Regions from separate parts of the Mus musculus genome. Here region 1 is linked to region 2. Evidence: chromatin contacts called from public HiChIP or PLAC-seq data. All regions are on one chromosome and are shown on one strand. The core of a region is the stretch at or near the end of the contact, and the rest is flanking DNA. Distances in the headings are between cores, read along the strand shown. Region 1 has its middle 21 kb from the start of Gm40639. Region 2 has its middle 35 kb from the start of Prdm1.

Region 1 (4,136 bases), core at 513-3,012, 510 kb after region 2:
GGGGAGGGTTGTGAAACTGCCTTCTTCTTAACTTTCTGCATGCTAAAGGGCAACCTGGCGCCGAGGAAAGCAAACACACTCTCTGGCATGTGAAATGACTCAGTGCACTCTAGCTACAGCTAATTCGAGAAAGGAAAATAAATTCTGAGTTCAGAACTTATATGCCTCAAAGATCTTTTTTAAAAGAAAGGGGACAACATCCTGTAACCGAAAAGAAAAAAGAAAAAACTGCACAGGCTGGAGGAAAAAGAGCCGGTTTCACATGTTAAATGAGAATTCAGTTAGAAATATTTTTACCCAGTTGGTAGTTTTTACTGAGAAGAGATAAGAATGTGCTGTGTTGTGATAAGAGGAGCTAGCTGTAGGTAGACCAGCAGGCCGGAGGCCATCATGCAGGAGAGATCAGAACTTCAATGAAGAATGAGACAGAAACGCCTAGAAAAGTGGGGTGTACTGTTCTGAACTCAGAATTTATTTTCCTTTCTTAAATTAGCATAGACAGAGTGTGCTGACTCATTTCACTTGCTAGAGAGTGTGTTTGTTTTCTAAGGGGACTGAATCTCAGGAGCTGCTGGGATTTTAAGTTTGTTTCTTTGTTTCTTCTTCCATCCTTTCAAAAACTCTCATTCTGCTCAATTGTTTTTAAAATAATGTTTCCTTTGACAAAAAGTGGCAATAAAATGCAGACAGCCTGGAAAGGCTATTAAAGAAATAATCCACGATGAGTTCATTAATTAAAGTATAAGAATGTGCATCAGGGGTTGTCATGCAGGCTTCAGGGTGTTTGTGGAACTCCCTAACAAGAAAGATCTATAGTGTGTGTGTGTGTGTGTGTGTGTGTGTGTGTTTCTGAATTCTCAAAGAATCCCATAAAAAACAAACAAACAAACAAACAAATCCAACTACACAGGAATCTGCACATAGACAAAAACCAACCACATTGTCATAGATGTGCCTCAGAGTGGTCTGACTTCAGAGACTGCATAGAAAAGCCCCACAGAGTCATCAAGCCATGTCTAGGGCATCTCACAGAGCAGATGCTAACCTCCAGAGTCACAGGCTTCCCTGTGCATTGTGCACTAGAATAAAGGTGTGGTGGGTGTCCTGCTTATACCTTGAGGGCATATGGGTGCACACAGTCCTCATCAGCTGCAGGGATGAACAACTCGCTCTCACCACTTCCCTCCATGTGAATGTACAAAAGGCCACTTATGCTCAAAATTTGAACATAGTAGTAATTATTTTTTTTTATCCCCACAGATTAGCCAGTAAAATTCAGAATTTAACCACAACAACAGAAATACCTTTAACTTTTAGGAGTCAAACACCTACTCAGTATACACAGTTGTTACAAAATATCAATTCAAGGGAGTTTTCTCTGCCACTTAAAGTTTATGGTGATTATTAAATAAACAGACCTTTGCTTCATTTGAAAAGGGATTTGTTTAAATACTACTTATTTGAAGATCATTAAGTCTCTGGAGTTCAAGGATATCGAGGGTGGTGACTGCCTCCCGGAGCTATCTAACTTCTTTTATGATGTCAGCTTTCCCAGAGATTTTATTTAACAAATGACTTCACTGTGGAGAAAAGCTGTCATATTAATCTATCTGTCCTAGCCTTCACCTTCCAGCCTCACTGTGATCATGTAAGAGAAGTCTGAGGGGTAAAGAGAGAACCCACACTACCCATTAGCAGTCCCCTGTCAGGTGGCACGTGATCCTGTGTCAGCACACTCGGCTCCTCAGCTGCGGACTCCCTGGTCTTTCCTTCTCAGACAGACACCACCATGATTGAAGTTTACAAAAGGCAAGCTGTACAGGGCATCTGACACTCTGCAAAGCTTGCCACCTTTTCTGTTTTCTGTTTATCTTTCCCTTTGCCAGAGTCTGTAAGAAGCTTTCATGGCTGAGAAAGTAAGTCTTTGAGTCATAAGAACAAGGTGAAGGTATTTAGAGGGAAAAAAAGCTTGCCAGGTTTAAAAAAAAAAAAACCTGTATTCCCTTACTAAGACAATTTTAAAACCTCAAATATTACAACCACAAACTGTTCGTGCAGATGAAAATGAAAGTAGGCCACTTAAAGAGAGTTTTGTCTAAACTAAAGCAAATGCATTGCGTCATTATTTTAAGCATTGGGATTAACAGGCTACCAAACGGTTTCTTTGAAATTAAGAAGGCAGCATTTTAAATATTACATCTGAACGTGTTGTGTCTCCTCTAAGGGACACGCAGAACCTGAGTGGCTGATGTCTCTATGCCCTCTCCCCAGCCCCTGAGGACCACACTGCCCTTCCTGCCTGCGCCTACTTGGCTCTGGGCCAGCAGCTTTCAGGGCCCCTTCATTAGGAGCTCCTGGCAATGTGGTTCAAATGTGAAATTTCCATCTCCCCTCCACAGGCAGCTAGGCAAGGGCAAAGCAGTTGGGACATGCTTGACACATGAATTTGAAAAGGGAAGAGGAGAAGGAGGAAGAGGAGGTAAGCCTTCAAAACTATATCTATCAAAGTGAAAGTCAGGAAAAATTAGGCCATCCACCTGACTGGGGCTGCCAAAGAGTTAGGTGAAAGTGCCTTTCAAGGACGTCCTACATAAAATTCAGTATGCTAGTTAACAGGACAGCCAGGTGCCCCAAGCTGTCTGAGGAACACAAGCACATTGAAAATAAAGACACTCACTAATAACCCCCATACTTTAATGTTTTAGGATTCTCTTTGATTTCCTATGGAACCTGGTTAGCCCAGAGAGGACTAGAATACATGTGGTAGTGGTGGTGGTGGTGGTGGTGGTGGTGGTGGTGGTGGTGGTGGGTGTGTCAAGTTGAAAGTTGTGTGTGTGTGTGTGTGTGTGTGTGTGTGTGTGTCTAGGGGGATGTTTATAAACTGAATTTCCATTAGTTGATAGTCACATTTTGAGCCCACTATAGGTTGAGACATGCAGGGAGAAATAATAATGTCCGCTCATGAACGTGCTTTGGAGGCAAGCCATACCACCACTGAAGTAAGCCCTCAGCTGAACTTGACTGAGCAGGTCCACACCTCGTTAAGTAACACCAGTTGCCATTGTAGTCAGTGATGTCAGTCAAATACCAGAAGCAGCGGGCTAATTTTGGATGCTTCCCTGCCTTCTCGGAAGCACAGAGACACGTGTGTGCTGTGCACATGTGCACAGGTGGCTCTCAGTTAGCTGCTAGTCTGTGTCCTCCCCACACTGATAGCCCACAACTAATTTCTACTTGATTTTGGAAAGATTTCAAATTACTCTGCATTTTGGTATGCACTGTCCCGAATCTCATTTCACTATCTCACTACAGTGTTGAAACAGGAGTGCTAAGCGATAATAAATGATAACGACCACAGAGGAACCTGCTGGCTGAAAGTAACAATGAAAATTTACAAAATAGAAGATCCAGACAAAGATAGGAAGACTATGTAAGCATGTTTTTTTTCCTTCTTCACTCTTAATTAATTCTTTCCTTCTGACAGTTCAACCTTACACATATTTCCAAATAACTTTCCACCATGATTTTACTCAATGATTTCCACAATGATAAAATGAATTGAGTACAATATTAATGTGTTCCTGACAAAGATACACTCTGGGAGTACTATGATGTTTTATAATTGATAATTTATTCTTATTAATTAGAATCAGGCTGGCAATAGATCTTTTTAAAATTGACTTTCCACATATTCTAGGTCTTGTTAAGATTAGTTTATATATAATTATAAACATAATTAAATTTGAGGTTAAATGGTTTTCTAAGACAAGTATAGTCAGATCAAACACTAAAAAAGGAAACTATACTAATTAATAGCATTTTTCATATATTTAAAAATGTAGTCTATATCCTATTAAAATTAATGAGATTATTTTTCACCTTCTTGCTTGCAATCTGTACCTGATAAAGAAAGACAAACAAGGCCTGGACAAGCCCCCCCCCCCCCCAGGACTGGTCTTGATTTTCAGCTACAGGTCTTTTTATCAATAAGCGATTTAATAAATTACCTCAAGCAGAACCAAGGAAACAGAGGTGTGGTTCATGTTAGACGTGCAGGGTAACCATATGCACTCAGCTTTAGCAGTTCTGTGCCACAGCCACAGCCACTAGAGATGGCAGTCATGCAGCCAACCCTG
Region 2 (3,952 bases), core at 130-2,629:
ATAGCTTAGGTTGGCTGCTTTGGTCACTTAAATTCTGGAGACACCAACGAGTGCTACCACATTTCTCTGTGGTAGGGATCCTGCCACACACATTCTCCTTGTCAGGTCCTGTTTACTTCCTACAATAATGATTTACCTTAATAAAAAAAAACATATTATTCTTATGTGATTAGTTAAGCTACACACGATGAAAGGAAGATACGCAACTGTTAATTTATATTTTGACCTCTCATGTCTGTCCACCATTCTATGGGTGTTGCCACTGAAAATCCATTCTGTAGTGAGAGACAACTTTTAAAAAGAAGCCCCATAAACTAACGTTCCAAAGCTGTAACTAACCAGGGGCACAATACAAACAGCATTTGCAATAGAAGACGAGCTGAAACACCAACTTCTTCTCTGACCTCCACCGATTAACCTCCTCTCTCTAGTTTTTATTAGGAGAAAAATCAAACTGGGTATAACATTCCTATTGCTCCGTGAGCTAGGAGATTTAGTCTTGCATTATTTTGGTCTGTTAAAAACAAATAAAGAAACCAACAACACTGAACAAGGTACATCTCTTTAATCTCAGCATTCTGGAGGCAGAGGCAGGTTGATCTCCATGACTTTGAGCCCAGGCTGGTCTAACAGAGTTCTGAGCCTTTCAGAGGCCCTGTCTTAAAAAAATCAAGTTAAAACAAACAAACAAACAAGGAAGAGTATATAAGATAATTCATAAGGTTATCAGCAGTCTCATAGGTGAATCCTGCTTTTTAATGTTCTGATTAGTAGGGAGTTAACGAGTACCTGCCATTATCTTCAGAATAAACTGTTAAGAGAATGCTACTTTATAGCCTTCAGGAAGAGGACACTGTCAGGATATTGATTAGAAGGTCAGAGGATGTGTTTATCCTACGTTGATTTATCCTTTCTTCCATTTGGGTAGAATAAGACTCTCCTGCTGTTGATGAAATATCCATTTTTCTAGTCAGGCCACCTGGAATTTCTGCAAAGCTATCGCTTCAGAGTCTGCCCTCTCTCTAGAGCAGAGCAGTTTGGACTCTGGCCAGTGCCTGTGTTCAGGTGGATTTGCCAAAGGCTGGTGTATCAGTAGCCATACTGGGAGGGCCACACGGCATGGTCTTTGCTTCCTGCTCGTGAGCAGTGGTCATGGCCAACTCCTTCCACAGGGGCCTGTCAGGAGATGAAAGTGTCTCTCACCTGTGGTCTAGCTGTTAGAGAGGAAAGCAAGCTGCCCCCTGCCTACCGCCATCCCAAGCCAGACACCTGCCTCCTTGCGCATGGGGCGGAAACTGGATCTCCAGTCAGGAGTTCACTGTCCTCCCTCTCAAGATGCTTTGATCACTTAGGAGACCATCCATCTCATTCTCCGGCAACTTTAACTCCACCTTCGAAGCAGCAGCTGCCTCCCCTCCCCCCAGGAGCCTCAGTCCCAACTCCAGGCTTGAGTATCAGGGTAATCAGTTTGATCTGACAGATTTTAATTACATTAATTAGGGCTTTTCTGAATAGGCCTGATTAGCATCCTGCCAAGTTTTTTTTTTTTTTTTTTTTTTTGTCTTCCTTTCCCTTCTCTAAAGGGGGACCAGGGCTCCTGTTTTCCTTTCTTCTAACACTGGTGACACTTCTTATCTTGTTCAAGGTAAACACACACTCAATGGCACCTTGTGTAGTGGGTATTTTATGAGGACATGGCATAGGCCTAGGTAGGGGAGAAGAGACTGCTATTTAGAGCACTTTCCAGGTCTTGAGCCTTGGTTTGGCTTGGCTGTTGTTGAGAAAACACTCCACATTCAATTTCACTTTTAAAGACCCCGCTTCCTGTAAATCTCCCTCATGGTCTCATCAGAAGGAAATGTAAAGAGATTCTTGCCTTTCTATTATATTAACCATTTTGTTTTAGAGAGAACCAAAGATAGACTCCAAAAAAGCCAGGGGAGATGGGGCCTTCCACCCTGACCTCGATCGGGTTTTAAGACAACAACAAACCCTGTGAATGTGAACAAGGCTCTTTAACTGAAAACGCTTGCAAACGGCTTTCGGCTACTAATAAAAGAGAAGCAACCACACTGACTTCCCAGGTCTCTGTACAGAGATTAGCACAGTGCAAATTTGGCCTGCTCTATCATCTGCACTATAATTGCTATTTTAAAATGTGCTGTTTTGAATAACCCACAATAAATGAGGGCATTGTTCCAGAAACCAGGAAGAGAAATCTCAGCTGAAGTTTGTTTGCTTTTAAAAAGCCAAAGACGAAACTTTTTTTTTTTTTTGAGCCATATATCTTAAGTTAAACAGTAAAAGCGTGGACTTGCAACCCTTAATCCAAGTTTCGCCTCCCTTTCTCCACACACCTTGTGCAATAGCCATTTCTCTGGAGATTAACGCTGCTGCTCCCAGTGAACTGAATTGTGTCTCGTGGACCATGGTGTCTATGTTGGGATAGTTCCCGTTTGGGGTGATAGTAAGAGAGCTGAGAAATCATACCGTCTAGCCCTGGTGGTGTACCAGGAAAAGTTATCCAGAATTAGTCGCCTTCAAACACATTCTAGTGCACGCAGCCCGGGTAATGCATCTGTCACCTTCCCTGTAAAGCTTAGCTAGGTCTTAGCAAGGGAGACACAAGAGAGTTTACCGTCTGTTCACCTTTTTCCATTGGTGGGCAGGGAATGGGGGATATGGATGGGATTGGGAATGGGCTCAGTGAACTCCAACTTTTTTTTTTTCTTACTTCTGGCTATTACCCAATTCTCTCTGGAAATGAGAACAATCTTCTCTTACTTCCTCTTATCCTTTTACGAGGATGAGATTGCTTAAAGTCACCGATTTTGGGGGCTAGGTCTTTGATCCTTGTTGGGTCAGATAATTAAGAATGTCTAGCAAGTGTGAGCTATCTAGCAACACCTACAATTCCAGTTATCCAGGACTCTGGGGCTGGGGGATTATGAGGAGTCCTGTGTCAGATGAATACATGAGTAAATAATAAATACATAAACATATAGGTATAGAAACTTCACGATTTCTAGAAAGTATGGTGAAAAGACTGGAGAAATATTCAAACTTAGAAACAGAACTTGCATTCGATGCAGGTATTCCTTCCATTCCTGGGCAAGTATGCAGAGAACTCCACATTATATCTGAGATATTTGTATATTTGTGTTTATTGCTGCTCTATGATATGGAACCAACCAAGTGATCAATAGATGACTAGAAAAAGGAAAATGTGGTATACACACAAAATAGAATATCATTTCAGCTGTAAAGAAACATAAGTTGGAGACATGACTGTGGTGATGCAGGCCTTTAATGCCAGCTCTTGGGAGGCAGAGGCAGGTGGATTTCTGTGAGTTTGAGGCCAGCCTGCCCTACAGCGTGAGTTTCAGGACAGCCTGAGCTACCTAGAGAAACCCTGTCTCAAAACAAAAATAAAAAATAAAATCATGAAATTTTGAGACAAATGGGCAGATTTGGACAGTACAAACAAGGAGACCCAAACTCAGAAAGAACATCTCTTAAGTTCTCCCTTATCTGTGAATCCTCATTTATAATGTATACATGCATATCTGTAAGCAGGTGAGCGTGGGTATAGCATAATGTTTAGAAAGGAGACCAAGCAAGAGCAGTATCAGGTGATAAGGAAGGACAGGAGGCAAGCCAAAGGTTCTGTGAATCACGAAAAAGGAAGTCAATATAATTTTTGTTTCCTAGTTTCAACTCCATCATAGTTTTTGTTCATTTGTTTTGTAGTGACTACAGGAATCAAAACCCTAAGCGAAGCCCCATGGATTCAGAATAGCCATGCTAGTTCCCTAGGAAGTAGAGCCTGGAACTTGCTAAGTGTTTGCATGGCTTCCTTAATCTAGACATGCGATGTTTTCATTAATGTACTAATTAGAATAAAGAGATTTAAAAAAAAAAGCATGGAGGAACTTAAAGGCAGTAAGATCTG

Evidence for each region. HiChIP or PLAC-seq counts read pairs in DNA pulled down with a chosen protein or histone mark.
Region 1: a contact with region 2 is called in a PDX1 HiChIP or PLAC-seq map of a beta-TC-6 cell line, with 22 times the contacts expected there. The contact joins two enhancer-like sites. A contact is called at or near these places in 7 of 39 promoter capture datasets (the C10 cell line, cranial neural crest, frontonasal cranial neural crest and 4 more), 3 of 484 Hi-C or Micro-C datasets (bone marrow-derived macrophages, cerebral cortex and pre-B cells), 11 of 115 datasets of contacts at active chromatin or transcription factors (a beta-TC-6 cell line, bone marrow-derived macrophages, craniofacial prominence and 8 more) and 1 of 9 other capture datasets (embryonic stem cells).

Annotation. Positions count from the first base shown.
Region 1 is chr10:45,001,134-45,005,269 of GRCm38.p6, forward strand. No RefSeq gene overlaps it. Among named protein-coding and RNA genes, the nearest start is that of Gm40639, 21 kb to the right of the region's middle. Within about 2 kb of position 1,763, at least 85 of the 459 cell types and tissues checked have an H3K27ac peak or open chromatin away from gene starts, as enhancers often do.
Region 2 is chr10:44,491,897-44,495,848 of GRCm38.p6, forward strand. It overlaps a transcript of Prdm1 not described here. Among named protein-coding and RNA genes, the nearest start is that of Prdm1, 35 kb to the left of the region's middle. Within about 2 kb of position 1,380, at least 18 of the 459 cell types and tissues checked have an H3K27ac peak or open chromatin away from gene starts, as enhancers often do.